Regions from separate parts of the Mus musculus genome. Here all the other regions are linked to region 2. A link is a contact called in public Hi-C and capture Hi-C data. All regions are on one chromosome and are shown on one strand. The core of a region is the stretch at or near the end of the contact, and the rest is flanking DNA. Distances in the headings are between cores, read along the strand shown.

Region 1 (4,193 bases), core at 10-2,509, 210 kb after region 2:
TATTATAAATAATATAGAATATATCATAATACTATTATCAACATACATTATAATTAAATATATATTTATATTTTATATGATTCATATAATTTTTATAATTTATATATATATATATTTGGGGGGGTGAGACAGGGTTTCTCTGTGTAGCCCTGGCTATCCTGGAACTCACTTTGTAGACCAGGATGGCCTCGAGCTCAGAAATTCGCCTGCCTCTGCCTCCCGAATGCTGGGATTAAAGGCGTGAGCCACCACGCCCGACAAAGGATAATATTTTGTTTGTTTCTTTGTTTGTTTGTTTGTTTGTTTTTGAGACAGGGTTTCTCTGTGTAGTCCTGGCTGTCCTGGAACTCACTTTGTAGACCAGGCTTGCCTCGAGCTCAGAAATCTGTCTGCCTCTGCCTCCCAAGTGCTGGGATTAAAGCTGTGAGCCACCACTGCCCGGCTACATATAAATATATTTAAATATATTTATGTATACATATCTATTTTATGTATACTATGTAACATATAATGAAATATAAATAATATAATACTATATGAATATATATTATAAAAAGATTATCCTTCATAAAAGGATTATCATCCACGAAATATTTGCAATGTAAGCCAGAATTTTAAGTCTTCCAGGAATAAATGAAAGCTCACAGCATGCTCTGGTTAAAGGAGCATCTACTGTCCAAGGGTCTTTAAGCCCTCAGGAAGTCTTCGGTGCTCGGCAGGTGGCCTGTGCTCCCTAGAGAAAACAGGTTTTCCTTTCTGTCTCCCCATTTGCTCTCCAGTAGTAGAGTATTCTTTATCTTTTCATAGCTATCTATGCATCTTTATGTTTCTCTTCACAAACGTTGAACTACTGCCTCATATCAAATCCAAAACCAATACGGTGCAGAGAGCCTGCATAGTAAAATGTCCCCAGCGGGTGGGTCAAAGCAGTCATTTTAATCATTTCCTAAAGAGTCTCTTCATTAATTTCTTTAGCCATTTATATTTGGAGGAGGGTGGAAGAAGAGTAAACTATTAACTCATTTACTTGCCTTTTTACAACTTGAAACCTTCTGAAATGTGTGGTAAACGATCAGGTCTCTGCGGCCATTCTATCTTAGGAGAAGCATCCCTGAAGAGGCAGTGTTCCAGCCATGTCCAGGGAAGCCATTACTAGAAACTCCAGAAGAGGATCGAAGTGAGGGACCAGGGCGTGGCCCGCAGGCCCCAGTGAGTCTGCGCACTGGTTCTCATCCCTCTGCCCTAAGAGAGGGCTGTTGCCCTTGACAACCCGGCGGCTTGAGGAGCTTGACAACCACCTGGGAGCTAGACTGCGCGCTGCTGCCTCTGATGGCTATGCAGCCAGATCTAGCGCTGAGAGCACCATCCACGGTGATCCTTCTCTTCAGCCTGTGCCTAGGCCTGATAGGGTGAAACTGGATCCTTGGGTCTTGGGACAACTGAAATGTGAGGTAACAGTGTGCCTCTTTACTTTTGCTAAGCATCAAAATGGACACGGTCTGGAGAAAGGGGGTTGAGGAAAGAGAGGTGGGCACATCTCCATTCTCCATCTTTTATACCCTCTCGTTTGACCTTCTAAAAAATACTTTTATTTACTTTTTGAAATGTGGGGTCTCACTGTGTTGACAAGATTGCTCTAGAATTCCTGGGCTGAGCAATCGTCCTGCCTTGACCTCACAAGTAGCTGCCAGCAGCTACTTATTCCCACCCACTCCTTCTAGATTTCATCTAGTACTGACTGCCGGTATATGGGTGTATCATGATGTGAGGTGAAAAGTAAAATACTTCTCATGACTGTAACATCAAGGTTCGCCACTAGTCACCTTAAGTAAAGTATTCACTTAAAATATTTATCAGAAAAGGGGGAAGAAAGAGGGGAGTAACTGAATGCATATGGCCAGGGAATTAAGCAGGAATGACCACGAACACATGGAAATGAACTTTATAATTTCTGGGGACAACAAAGTGATTTGAAGTTAGTCTTGAAAAAAATTTGCAACACAATGTGGCAGGAATTACGGGCAAAATGTTAAGACAAACATCTGTGTATCTAGCTACCTTGTAGCACAAGCAGGCTTTGGGGAAAGGGTTACTACCAGGGTTGTTAAGCTATGAAGTCCGAGTGACCAAGTGAGAGGGGAAGGTGGGCAGGAAGCAGTTCATGAAGAAATTGGTGTGTCCTCTGAAGATGTCATTCTCTTCATTTTATTTTAAAAAATCTTTTTTGAGGTTGGTGAGCTGGTTCAGTGGTCATGAATCTTGCTGTTTTTGCAGAGAACCAGAGTTTAATTGCTAACACTCTTATCAGGCAGCTCGGTGCCAACTTAAACTTCAGGGGACCTGACACCCTTTTTCATAGGCATCCAAACACACATGCAGATACACAATTATTTTAAAGTAAAAACGTTTTAGATGTTTTAAATCATTTTTCTGGGACGCGCGCACACACACACACACACACACACACACACACACACACACCAAGGCTCCATGAACGTTATAGAAGAGAGGGTAGGAAGATTTAAAGTCAGAAGTGGTAGAAAGGGCTGTGCAACATTGTCCTCTGAATGTAACATGGGTGATGCACTCATGAACTCACTACAGATGTGGTCACCTACCCAACACTAGAGTCATCAACTTTTTCATTAGAGGGAGGAAGGGCTCTGGAGGCTTCACCCCTACCCTGAGGGACTATTAACAGTTAATAGTGGCTGAGGAGAGAGGTGTCACTTTCTTCAGTGGTATAACCCAGGATCCAGGATAAAACCTCCCACCCATGTTCATGAGGGCAACCCTACTTAACTCAGTAGGTCAGACACATAAAACAGGCAGGAAAGTAATGGAGGGACCTGTTGGGAAGAAAAGGGGTTTTAGCAAAAGAAGGTGGGCAGATAAAAAAGAACAACAGGGGAAGATAAGAACTAAAATTCATTATACATATAAATGAAACTGCCTAAAATTAAAAATTAATTACTTTTTAAAATCATTTCTTAAGCACTTTAGCTTTATATGAAGACAGTGTTGGATTTTTATCTCTGCTAAAGATGCTCAGGATAAATAATAGACATGGTCTCTCTCTGAGTGTTCCAGAATATCTGTGCAAGTTTTAGCATGTGACAGTTGGTCTAGGTATAACAACTAGGTGACTTGTCTTTCACCTACTTCTAGATTAACAATGGAATCACCAGAAAATAAAAACAAATAATATTTATTTATTTATTTATACAAAATTTGGATTTTTAATTGGATTGCAGAGTAGTCAAATATAGTTGTTTTTTAAGAGAATTCTGACAAGTTATTTCATTAGTATACTTTTTTCTTCCAGCAATTAAATTGAACATCTTAAGCAATTAAGCAATGCAAACATACTTTTTTTAAATTAGGTATTTATTTCATTTACATTTCCAATGCTATCCCAAAAGTCCCACACACACTCCCCCACCCACTTCCCCACCCACCCACTTCTTGGCCCTGGTGTTCCCCTGTACTGAGGCATATAAAGGCAAACATACTTTTTCTGATTAGCATTTTTATGAGTTCTTCATTTGGATGAGTTTACTGTGGACCTCATAGAGATTACAGGAACATTAAATATTTTACTCACCAAATTGCCATATGGTGCTTCTACTGGTATGCTATAAATGTGAATAAATCTATCCATAAACACAAAATGACTTATGTTTCTGTTTTCTGGAAGCAGGGATTAACAGCACTCTTGATATGGCATTTCATTATTCCTCTATACAATTTCTGTGATTCTGTGGATATCTAGTTATGGTAGAGAAATTAAACTTAGCTATCTTTACATCTCAACTCTTGATTGCTTCTTAGAGATGGTGTCTGAAAGCACAACACTTACTTAAGTGTCTTAGTTAGGGTTTTACTGCTGTGAACAGACACCATGACCAAGGCAAGTCTTATAAAAAACAACATTTACTTGGGGCTGGCTTACAGGTTCAGAAGTTCAGTCCTTTATCATCAAGGTGGGAGCATGGCAGCATCCAGGCAGGCATGGCACAGGCAGAGCTGAGAGTTCTACGTCTTCAACCAAAGGCTGCTACTGGAAGACTGACTTCCAGGCAACTAGGGTGAGGATCTTATGCCCACACCCACAGTGACACACCTACTCCAACCAAGTCATACCTATTCCAACAAGGCCACACCTCCAAATGGTGCCACTCCCTGGTCCAAGA
Region 2 (4,577 bases), core at 715-3,214:
ATGAATCATAGTACAGGCCACAGATAAAATAAATGTTTCATAAACTTTCCTCTCCAAGGAGTTTGATAAATTCAAAAATTCAGGAACAAATTCAGGGAAATCCTAGGAAATTCAGTGAACTGATAAGGAAGCCTGCCATTAGAATCTTGGACAATCTGTTCTCTGCCTGGTAAAGCAGAGCCTCCGGAGAGCTCAGAGGTCACCAGTGACCCCAAACATTGGAATGAAGAGGAGATTCATGGAGATGGGAGCATCTGAAAGGAGAGCTGATGAGTGAGCAAAGCAAAGCCATCACAATGGAGGAGAGTGAGATGATGGAGGGACACCTGTGCATCTAATCAAGTAGTAACCTCATCCCAACTGGATTTGTGAAAGGCCTTCAGGGGCAGGAATGTGGGTTGGGTACAATGCAGTAGCTTTGGTTCTAGATAATGCAGAACTGCAGGATCTGTGTAGCTTCTTCAGCCATGATAGCAGTAAGTGAAGCTGCCTTAGAAGTCCACTGTAGGAAGCACCCATAGGAGCAGTGGCAACATTGATAACTGGGTACCCAATAGTGCTTTGTGATTCTATTCTTCTTGGTTTTCTCTACACTGCTGACACTAGATAAGGGATCCTTCTTTGTTGAGATCCAGCAACACACACAAGCAGCCACTGCAGTGCTGGCTTCCAAAGTACAGGTTCCCAGAAAACAAATAACATGAAAATAATTATAAACCACAGGGCACCAGCTGGGGGGATTAACTCCGATAGGAAGAGCATGCACAGGTATGGGGCACACTGAACAGTTCCACAAGATATCACAAGGAGTGTTGAGGGCTGAAACTGAAAATGGCCTTTTGAGGGAAAGTGAAACTGAATGCTTAGGGTACTTAGTAAATGAAGCAAATTTCAACAAGCTCCAACAACTTCACACATTACATATATACAAACATACATATATACATAAATTCATACATACATTCATACATGATACATACATTCATACATACATACATATGGTAGATGGAACAAAGCTCCAACATACCATACACACACACACACACACACACACACACACACACACACTGGTAAATTACCTGAATAATTCCATGTTTCCCATCCAATGATATCAAGATCCAGGGTCATTGTTGAATGGTGTTTCAACAACTTAGATTCAAGTTGACTCTACACCCAGTTGGGTCAAGAACCTAAATTATAATTGCATCTATCTCCCCATGGATCCCATCTCAACTTTGATAGGCCATACTGGTATTTCATGTTTTAACCAATGTCAAAGTTATATCAATGTTCTTCCCCCCAACACCTGGGCCTCTGGCATCCTCCAGAGTCTCATGCTATGTGTGTAGTCTGTATTACCCTGGAGAAAGAACAGGTGAGACTAGCTTGACTGGTTCTAGATGGAGGACCTGGCTCTCTGGATCTTCAGCTGCTCTAGGAAGCAGCTTTGGAGAAGCTGGAGCTTCTTTGGAGAAGCTTTCAAAGATGAGGTATGACATTTGTTTTACACTCTTAGGAATGCCAATAGATTAAAAAACAGACAATGCTTATGTTTCTTCCTACTATGCTTTTAAAAAATGTTGTTTGGACTTCAATATCTCACACTCCATTGGCATCCCTATAATCAGCAATGACAGGTTATTGTAGAGAGAGCACATCAAACTTTAAATACTCAAATATTTAAGTTACAAAATAAGGACTATAAATATTCACCTCCTTATCATATTTTAAACCGTGCATAACAGATTATTTTAATCATAAAATGTTACAGAACAAAACATAAGTCTTTTCTTTAGAAAACTTGTTTTAAGTAAAATTTATTCCTCAACCTCCAATAAAATAAAAAGATGTACTAACCAGACAATGGGAAGGATCTGATGTCAGATGATTTATTCCAGGAGAAGTTTTGATTGTGTGTTCTCACAGGACTCTGTTCCCCCTTTGTAGATAGCAGACTGGTTAATTGTGCCAGGACTTCCCCTCCACTGACTAAGAGGCAGAACCTTTTGCTTCTGGCATTTCCTCCCCACCCACTTCAGCCATCATACATGAGTGGATGTGTACTCTGAGGATTCAAGGTAGAAACTATTGTCATTTAGACAAATGGATATGGGTAATATTTTGAAATGCAAATAACACTTTTATTGAGAATATAGACAAGTATCAATTTGTGGTATATTATTACAGTGTAGCATCCCAAACCATAATGACTGATGGGAGAAGGGTGGGATGGGGGAGGAGAAGGCAATAAGGGAGTTTGAAACATTTGGGTAGGAACAGCAGCAGGAGCATTATTTCCTTGTCTATTGTACATTGAGTACATTACTTCATGATCTCACTGTATCTTTACACACAGGCATGATCCATTGTACAATGACAAAAGTCTAGGAAGAGCCCAAAAGAGGGAGAGAGATGAATCAGGAGAGCTCAGGTGGCTCCTGGGGGCCTAGAACTGTGACCTACGACATACCTTCTGACCTAGGGAAATATCTGGTCTGTTGTATCCTTGGCTCCATTTTTAAAAAATGAAGGAATGGATATCACACCACCAATAAGTGGCAGGGCCAGAATTTCAACCACAAGTTGATTAGGAAGAAGCTCCCAGATTCTTCCACTTCACTGCAGTCAAGTTTCTATGAGGAGTTGGTAATTTATAAAAGCTACAAGGCCAAAAAAATTCAGAACATAGTGTAATTGACCCACATCTGTGGAATAGAATAATTAGGAACCAATGAATAAATATAAATAGAATGTGGGTAATTTTTGTAGGTCTTGAAAGATTTTCTGGGATACGTAAGATGTGTGATAAAAAATAAAGTTGTTGGAGCTTTGTTCCACCCAACAAATATATGAATGTATGTATGTATGTATGTATGTATGTATGTAATTGGTGAAGTAGTTGATGCTTGATTCATCCACCAAGTGTGTGTGTGTGTGTGTGTGTGTGTGTGTGTGTGTGTGTGTGTGTGTATGTGTGTCCGTGTGTCTGTTTGTGTGATTCTTTCCCACCTTTTTCTTGCTGACTCCAGAAAGTTTCACTGGACCCAGAGTCTTTCTTCCAGCCCCAGGGAGTCCTCCACTAGCCCCAGAGAATCAAGCTGTGTTCCCTCTAATAAAAGTCTGTTGAATGACCAATTGACTACTCTATGACCCACTCCAGTTTACCCTAGATGTCAAAGCTGCTCTTTGCCAAAACAGAAGGAGCACTCTTGACCACCCTCTATGAAGCCAGTGTCACTCTAATTACACACACACACACACACACACACACACACACACACACACGAAAACTACATGTCATTTTCCTGAAGAACATAGATCTAAAAATGCTCAATAAAATACTAACAAAAAGAATACAAACATATATTAAAAAAAGATTATCTACCATGACAACATTGGCTGTATCCAGAAAACATGGAATGATTCAATCGTCACAGGTTCATTAATATAATAAATCAATCATGTAAATGAATTTAAAGACGAAAATTGCATGATCATATCAAGAGATGTGAAAAGACCCTTTGAGAAAATCCAACAGGCCTTCAGCCTTCGCGATAAAATTCCTACAGAATGTAGGCTAGAGGGAACATACCTCAATATAATAAAAGCTGTATTTTATAAACTCATAGCCAACATCATTGTAAATGAAGAAAAGCTTGAAGCAATCCCACTGAAGTCAAGAAAGAGACAGAAATTCTATTATTCTCACTTTTTTTCAGTATTGTGTTCTGAATACTAATTGGAACAATAAGGCAAGAGAAGAAAATTGAAATGGGTGCAGATAGAGAATGAAGACAACAAACTATTCCCATTCTCAGATGACATGATACTATACAATAGAGACCCGAAAAATTCTCCTAAAATCTTCTCATAATGAAATACAAATTCAGAAATATGGCAAGATATGGAATCAACTTGCACAAATCAGTAGCTTTTTCACACAGCAAACATACATAGAAGACCATTGATACACTCCCATTCACAATATCCTCAAAGAAAATAAAATATGTAGTAATAAACCTAGCCAAGGAAAGGAAGGATCTTTGTGATGAAATTTTACAGCTCTGCAGAAATACACTAGAAAATGTAAAGACTTCAGGACTTTACTTCAGGACTGATAGAATTAAATTTGTGAAAATGATCATTTAACCAAAATCTATTTAAAGATTCAAAGCAATCCCAATCAAAATACCCCTGCCCAAAACTGAAGACCAAGTGGATCAAGGACCTCGACATAAAACTTGATACACTAAATCTCGTAGAAGGGAAGTTGGGAAATATCCTTGAATGTGTTGGTACAGGAGAAAATTTCCTGAACAGAACAGTAGTAGGTCAGGCTCTAAGATTAACAGTTGATAAATAATAGGACCTCATCAAACTGAAAAGTTCCTGTAAAGCAAAGGATACTGTTACAAGGATGAAAGGGCAGTCTACAGATTGGGAAAGGTTACTTATCAGCCCTTCATCTGACAGAGGGCTAATATCCAAAATTTATAAAGAACTCAAGAATTGAGTCCATTGAGTTCAAATTGAGACCCCCAACAACCCAAATAACCCAATTAAAACATGGACTACAG
Region 3 (4,800 bases), core at 2,300-4,799, 150 kb before region 2:
TCTTGCTAAAAGCAATCTACAGATTCAATGCAATCCCCATCAAAATTCCAACTCAATTCTTCAACGAATTAGAAAGGGCAATCAGCAGATTCATCTGGAATAACAAAAAACCTAGGATAGCAAAAACTCTTCTCAAGGATAAAAGAACCTCTGGTGGAATCACCATGCCTGACCTAAAGCTGTACTACAGAGCGATTGTGATAAAAACTGCATGGTACTGGTATAGCGACAGACAAATAGACCAATGGAATAGAATTGAAGACCCAGAAATGAACCCACACACCTATGGTCACTTGATCTTTGACAAGGGAGCAAAAACCATCCAGTGGAAAAAAGACAGCATTTTCAACAAATGGTGCTGGCACAACTGGTGGTTATCATGTAAAAGAATGTGAATTGATCCATTCCTATCTCCTTGTACTAAGGTCAAATCTAAGTGGATTAAGGAACTCCACATAAAACCAGAGACACTGAAACTTATAGAGGAGAAAGTAGGGAAAAGCCTCGAAGATATGGGTACAGGGGAAAAATTCCTGAATAGAACAGCAATGGCTTGTGCTCTAAGATCAAGAATTGACAAATGGGACCTCATAAAATTGCAAAGCTTCTGCAAGGCAAAAGACACCATCAATAAAACAAAAAGGCCACCAACAGATTGGGAAAGGATCTTTACCTATCCTTAATCAGATAGGGCACTAATATCCAATATATATAAAGAACTCAAGAAGGTAGACTCCAGAAAATCAAATAACCCCATTAAAATTGGGGCTCAGAGCTGAACAAAGAATTCTTACCTGAGGAATACTGAATGGCAGAGAAGCACCTGAAAAAATGTTCAATATCCTTAATCATCAGGGAAATGAAAATCAAAACAACCCTGAGATTCCATCTCACACCAGTCAGAATGGCTAAGATCAAAAATTCAGGTGACTGCAGATGCTGGCAAGGATGTGGAGAAAGAGGAACACTCCTCCATTGTTGGTGGGATTACAAGCTTGTACAACCACTCTGGAAATCAGTCTGGAAGGTCCTTAGAAAATTGGACATAGTACTACCGGAGGATCCAGCAATACCTCTCCTGGGCATATATCCAGAAGATGTCCCAACAGGTAAGAAGGACACATGCTCCACTATGTTCATAGCAGCCTTATTTATAATAGCCAGAAGCTGGAAAGAACCCAGATGCCCCTCAACAGAGGAATGGATACAGAAAATGTGGTACATTTACACAATGGAGTACTACTCAGCTATTAAAAAGAATGAATTTATGAAATTCCTAGGCAAATGGATGGACCTGGAGGGCATCATCCTGAGTGAGGTAACCCAATCAGAAAAGAACTCACACAATACGTACTCACCGAAAAGTGGATATTAGCCCAGAAACTTAGAATACCTAAGATATAAGATACAATTTGCTAAACGCACGAAACTCAAGAAGAACGAAGATCAAACTGTGGACACTTTGCCCCTTCTTAGAATTGGGAACAAAACACCCATGGAAGGAGTTACAGAGACAAAGTTTGGAGCTGAGACGAAAGGATGGACCATCTAGAGACTGCCATATCCGGGGATCCATCCCATAATCAGCTTCCAAACGCTGACACCATTGCATACACTAGTAAGATTTTGCTGAAAGAACCCAGATATAGCTGTGTCTTGTGAGGCTATGCAGGGGCCTAGCAAACACAGAAGTGGATGCTCACAGTCAGCTATTGGATGGACCACAGGGCCCCCAATGGAGGAGCTAAAGAAAGTACCCAAGAAGCTAAAGTGATCTGCAACCCTATAGGTGGAACAACAATATGAACTAACCAGTACCCTCTGGAGCTTGTGTCTCTAGCTGCATATGTATCAGAAGATGGCCTAGTCAGCCATCAGTGGAAAGAGAGCCCCATTGGTCGTGCAAACTTTATATGCCTCAGTACAGGGGAATGCCAGGGCCAAGAAGTGGGAGTGGGTGGGGGAGTGTGTGGGGGACTTTTTGGATAGCATTGAAAATTTAAATGAAATAAATACCTAATAAAAAAATTTCAAATTAAAAAAAAGAAAATTATGTGTCATATATATATATATATATATATATATATATATATATGCGTGTGTGTGTGTGTATGCGAGAGAGACAGATGGATAGACACACACATAGATAGATAGTTAGATAGATAGATAGATAGATAGATAGATAGATAGATAGATAGATAGATAGGATAGATAGATAGCTGAATATGTGAATATGATGGCTGTATATAATGTACAACTACAACTATAGCTCTTGAGGAGTCTAAAAAGAAATGAGACAAATACTACTGAATTATCTAAGTTTGGTTTAATTCTTAACATACTTCCTCCTTTTTCTTTTGTTTCAGTTTTTTTTTTGTGTGTGGTTGTAAACATTCAATAAAAGCCCACTTCTATTTACATGACTTTCCAAAAAGGATGACTATAAGATTGTGACACAAAACAAGAAAATAGGAGTAGATTCTGGAACTGCTCAGAAACATTATTTTGAGATATATTCTCTCTGGCTTGTGTGTAAAATTTCCCAGTTAAGCCAGCCCACTCTTTATCCTCTAGAACTCAGCATCCACAGTGATTCCTGTCCACTGTAGAACCACAGGCACCTCTGTAGGGACACAGCTGACTCCATCAGGACATTAAAGCTGTAATATCTCCTGTCATCTTTCTGTGTTACATGAGACAGAAAACAGTCTTTTAGACTGCCTCACTATGGGCTAAGCATCTTGTCCTCTAGAGAGAAGGTCAGAATTTTATTTTCCTTAAGTGCTTTCAGAGGAAGAGTGCAGACAGGATAAGAAAATTGAATAAATTATTTACAGTTTTAGGAAATGCAACCTTGCTGCTGTGGGAAAAATAATGCTTCCCTTCCTCTTCTCACCTTTTCTACTATTCTATTCTCTTGATAAGGGGAGAAGTTAAAAAAACCCCAAATGCTTCAAATGGAGAGGGAAAAATGCAGTATTTCATAATACCATCAGCCTTGCTCATAATGTCTGTGGCTTATTGGGCAATAGGAAAGATGCAGCTGAGAATACAGCCTGGCCACTGCTGTGTGCTGTGACCAGATTCAGAGAACAAAGGGTTGAGAGCTTAGCATAAGCACTTTCATAACTGACTGGGACATCCCATCCCTAGCTGAGAACTCACTTCCTGTGATGAGAACAAGGAAGCAACAGCACACAAAGAACAGAGAAAGAGCTGCATGGAAGGAAACTGAGAACTGAGAGAATCAATGAAATCTTTGTGAGTGTGACCCATTGCCAACAAGAAGCACTGCTGTGGGCTGGTCTGACTTTATGGGTGGGTATCTGAGGAACATTAATGAGGAAAATGTTTGTTTGGTTTGGTTTGGTGTGGATTTTGTTTTATTTGAAACAGCTTCAGATCAATCATTATCTTTTTGGTCTTGAATTAATTACTTTGTAGTTCTTGTCTTATGTAATATTTTTAATGTCCCCCCACCCCGTACTTTTTGCATTTTATGTGTTTTTTTTGTACAATGTGTGTATGTGCATAATTTGTGGGCATGTGTCTGTGAAAGTCAGCAGAGGGCATTGGATCCCCTGGAACCTGGGTTAAGATTGTTGTGAGTCACAATGTGGGTTCTGGGAACTTAAACCAGGTCCTTTCCAAGAGCAACAAGTACTCTGAACTACTAAGCCGTCTCTCCAATCCCATTTGGTATTTTTTTTTAATGTTTTCTTTCTGAGAACTGTCTTGATATAGCTATATTAAAAGTTAATTTAAGATAATTAGTAAATAGCATCGGGCCTAAGTTTGGCTCCTGGAACACATCAATACCTGCAGATGTACCCTGGATGCTTGGAAATATGCAAATAATTTAAATCATGCTATGCCAAATTAATGCAGGATCTAGACTTATTCTATAATGAATAATAAACATTGACACATACTTAGAATCAATTTATCTAAGAATGTACTGACAATCTTATTTCTTTTTGGGAAATTTAGCTTAAAAGCAGTCTTTGGACTTTGCCTTTAACCAGAAAGATAAAGTGAACATTCAACTGGAAGACAGTGAAACCTTCAACGGCAACCTTTAGTGACTTAGTTTCACAAGTTAGGCCTCATATCTGAAAGATTCAGCAATCTCTAAAAAGAATGGCTCTACTTGGAACCAAGTGTTTAAATATGTGAGCTTCAATCCTCAATAATAAGTAACTTTTTAGGTCATATGTAATATATACACATATGTGTATGTATACTCTCTATATCCACACAAAATATATACTATATATGTACAGTGAGATGCACTATACTTATATAAATATACAATGTATATAGATGCATATATGTGTGTGTTTGTGTGTTCATGCATGTGTGTGTATTTAAGGTTCAAGTGCTCTGATTTCAATCACTTTTGTTTATTGTAACTTTTCACCATAACAATTAAGGCATATACTATTAAGATGAACATTCATGTAGGATTAAAATTGGTTGCTATTATTAGTAAGGTAATACACCTGCTGTCTTACATAGTTTATGTGTCTGTATATGATCGTGAGCAGCCAAATTTATTTATTTAGCAACCCCCCCCCAAAAAAAACCCATGAACTCCATTCTTCACTCTTTGGAGACTTCACCTCACTAAACCAAGGTTTTTATCAGTTTACATTAAAATTTTTTTTGCCAATTAAATTCTTCTTGTACATACAATGAATAGAAGATTTTAAAGTGTTATTGACTTAATAAATGCTTGACTTACTTATTTAGAGCATGTCTTATATTCGTACAAAAAGCCAAATGCATACACATGTGCAC

Evidence for each region. Hi-C and Micro-C count contacts between places; a contact is called where the count stands out from the background. Capture Hi-C pulls out chosen DNA fragments and counts their contacts.
Region 1: a capture Hi-C map of macrophages shows a contact between it and region 2, with 2.0 times the contacts expected there. A contact is called at or near these places in 4 of 39 promoter capture datasets (cranial neural crest, embryonic stem cells and pre-B cells), 1 of 130 datasets of targeted methods (embryonic stem cells) and 2 of 9 other capture datasets (embryonic stem cells and macrophages).
Region 3: a contact with region 2 is called in a Hi-C map of bone marrow-derived macrophages, with 40 read pairs. A contact is called at or near these places in 3 of 39 promoter capture datasets (embryonic stem cells, hippocampal neurons and macrophages), 4 of 484 Hi-C or Micro-C datasets (the Patski cell line, bone marrow-derived macrophages, embryonic fibroblasts and 1 more), 5 of 130 datasets of targeted methods (CD8 T cells, the SCID.adh cell line, bone marrow-derived macrophages and 2 more) and 4 of 9 other capture datasets (adipose tissue, liver, macrophages and 1 more).

The regions. Positions count from the first base shown.
Region 1 is chr19:11,193,803-11,197,995 of GRCm38.p6, reverse strand. Ms4a13 (membrane-spanning 4-domains, subfamily A, member 13) reads left to right here and starts at 1,259. Exons shown (of 7, transcript NM_001347435.1): 1 at 1,259-1,451. 4930526L06Rik (RIKEN cDNA 4930526L06 gene) reads right to left here and starts at 1,179. Exons shown (of 3, transcript NR_045317.1): 1 at 1,032-1,179.
Region 2 is chr19:11,405,048-11,409,624 of GRCm38.p6, reverse strand. Ms4a4c (membrane-spanning 4-domains, subfamily A, member 4C) reads right to left here and starts at 1,964. Exons shown (of 7, transcript NM_029499.3): 1 at 1,858-1,964.
Region 3 is chr19:11,558,055-11,562,854 of GRCm38.p6, reverse strand. It overlaps Ms4a4d (membrane-spanning 4-domains, subfamily A, member 4D), which reads right to left. Exons shown (of 7, transcript NM_025658.5): 7 at 4,389-4,800. Among named protein-coding and RNA genes, the nearest start is that of Ms4a4d, 24 kb to the right of the region's middle.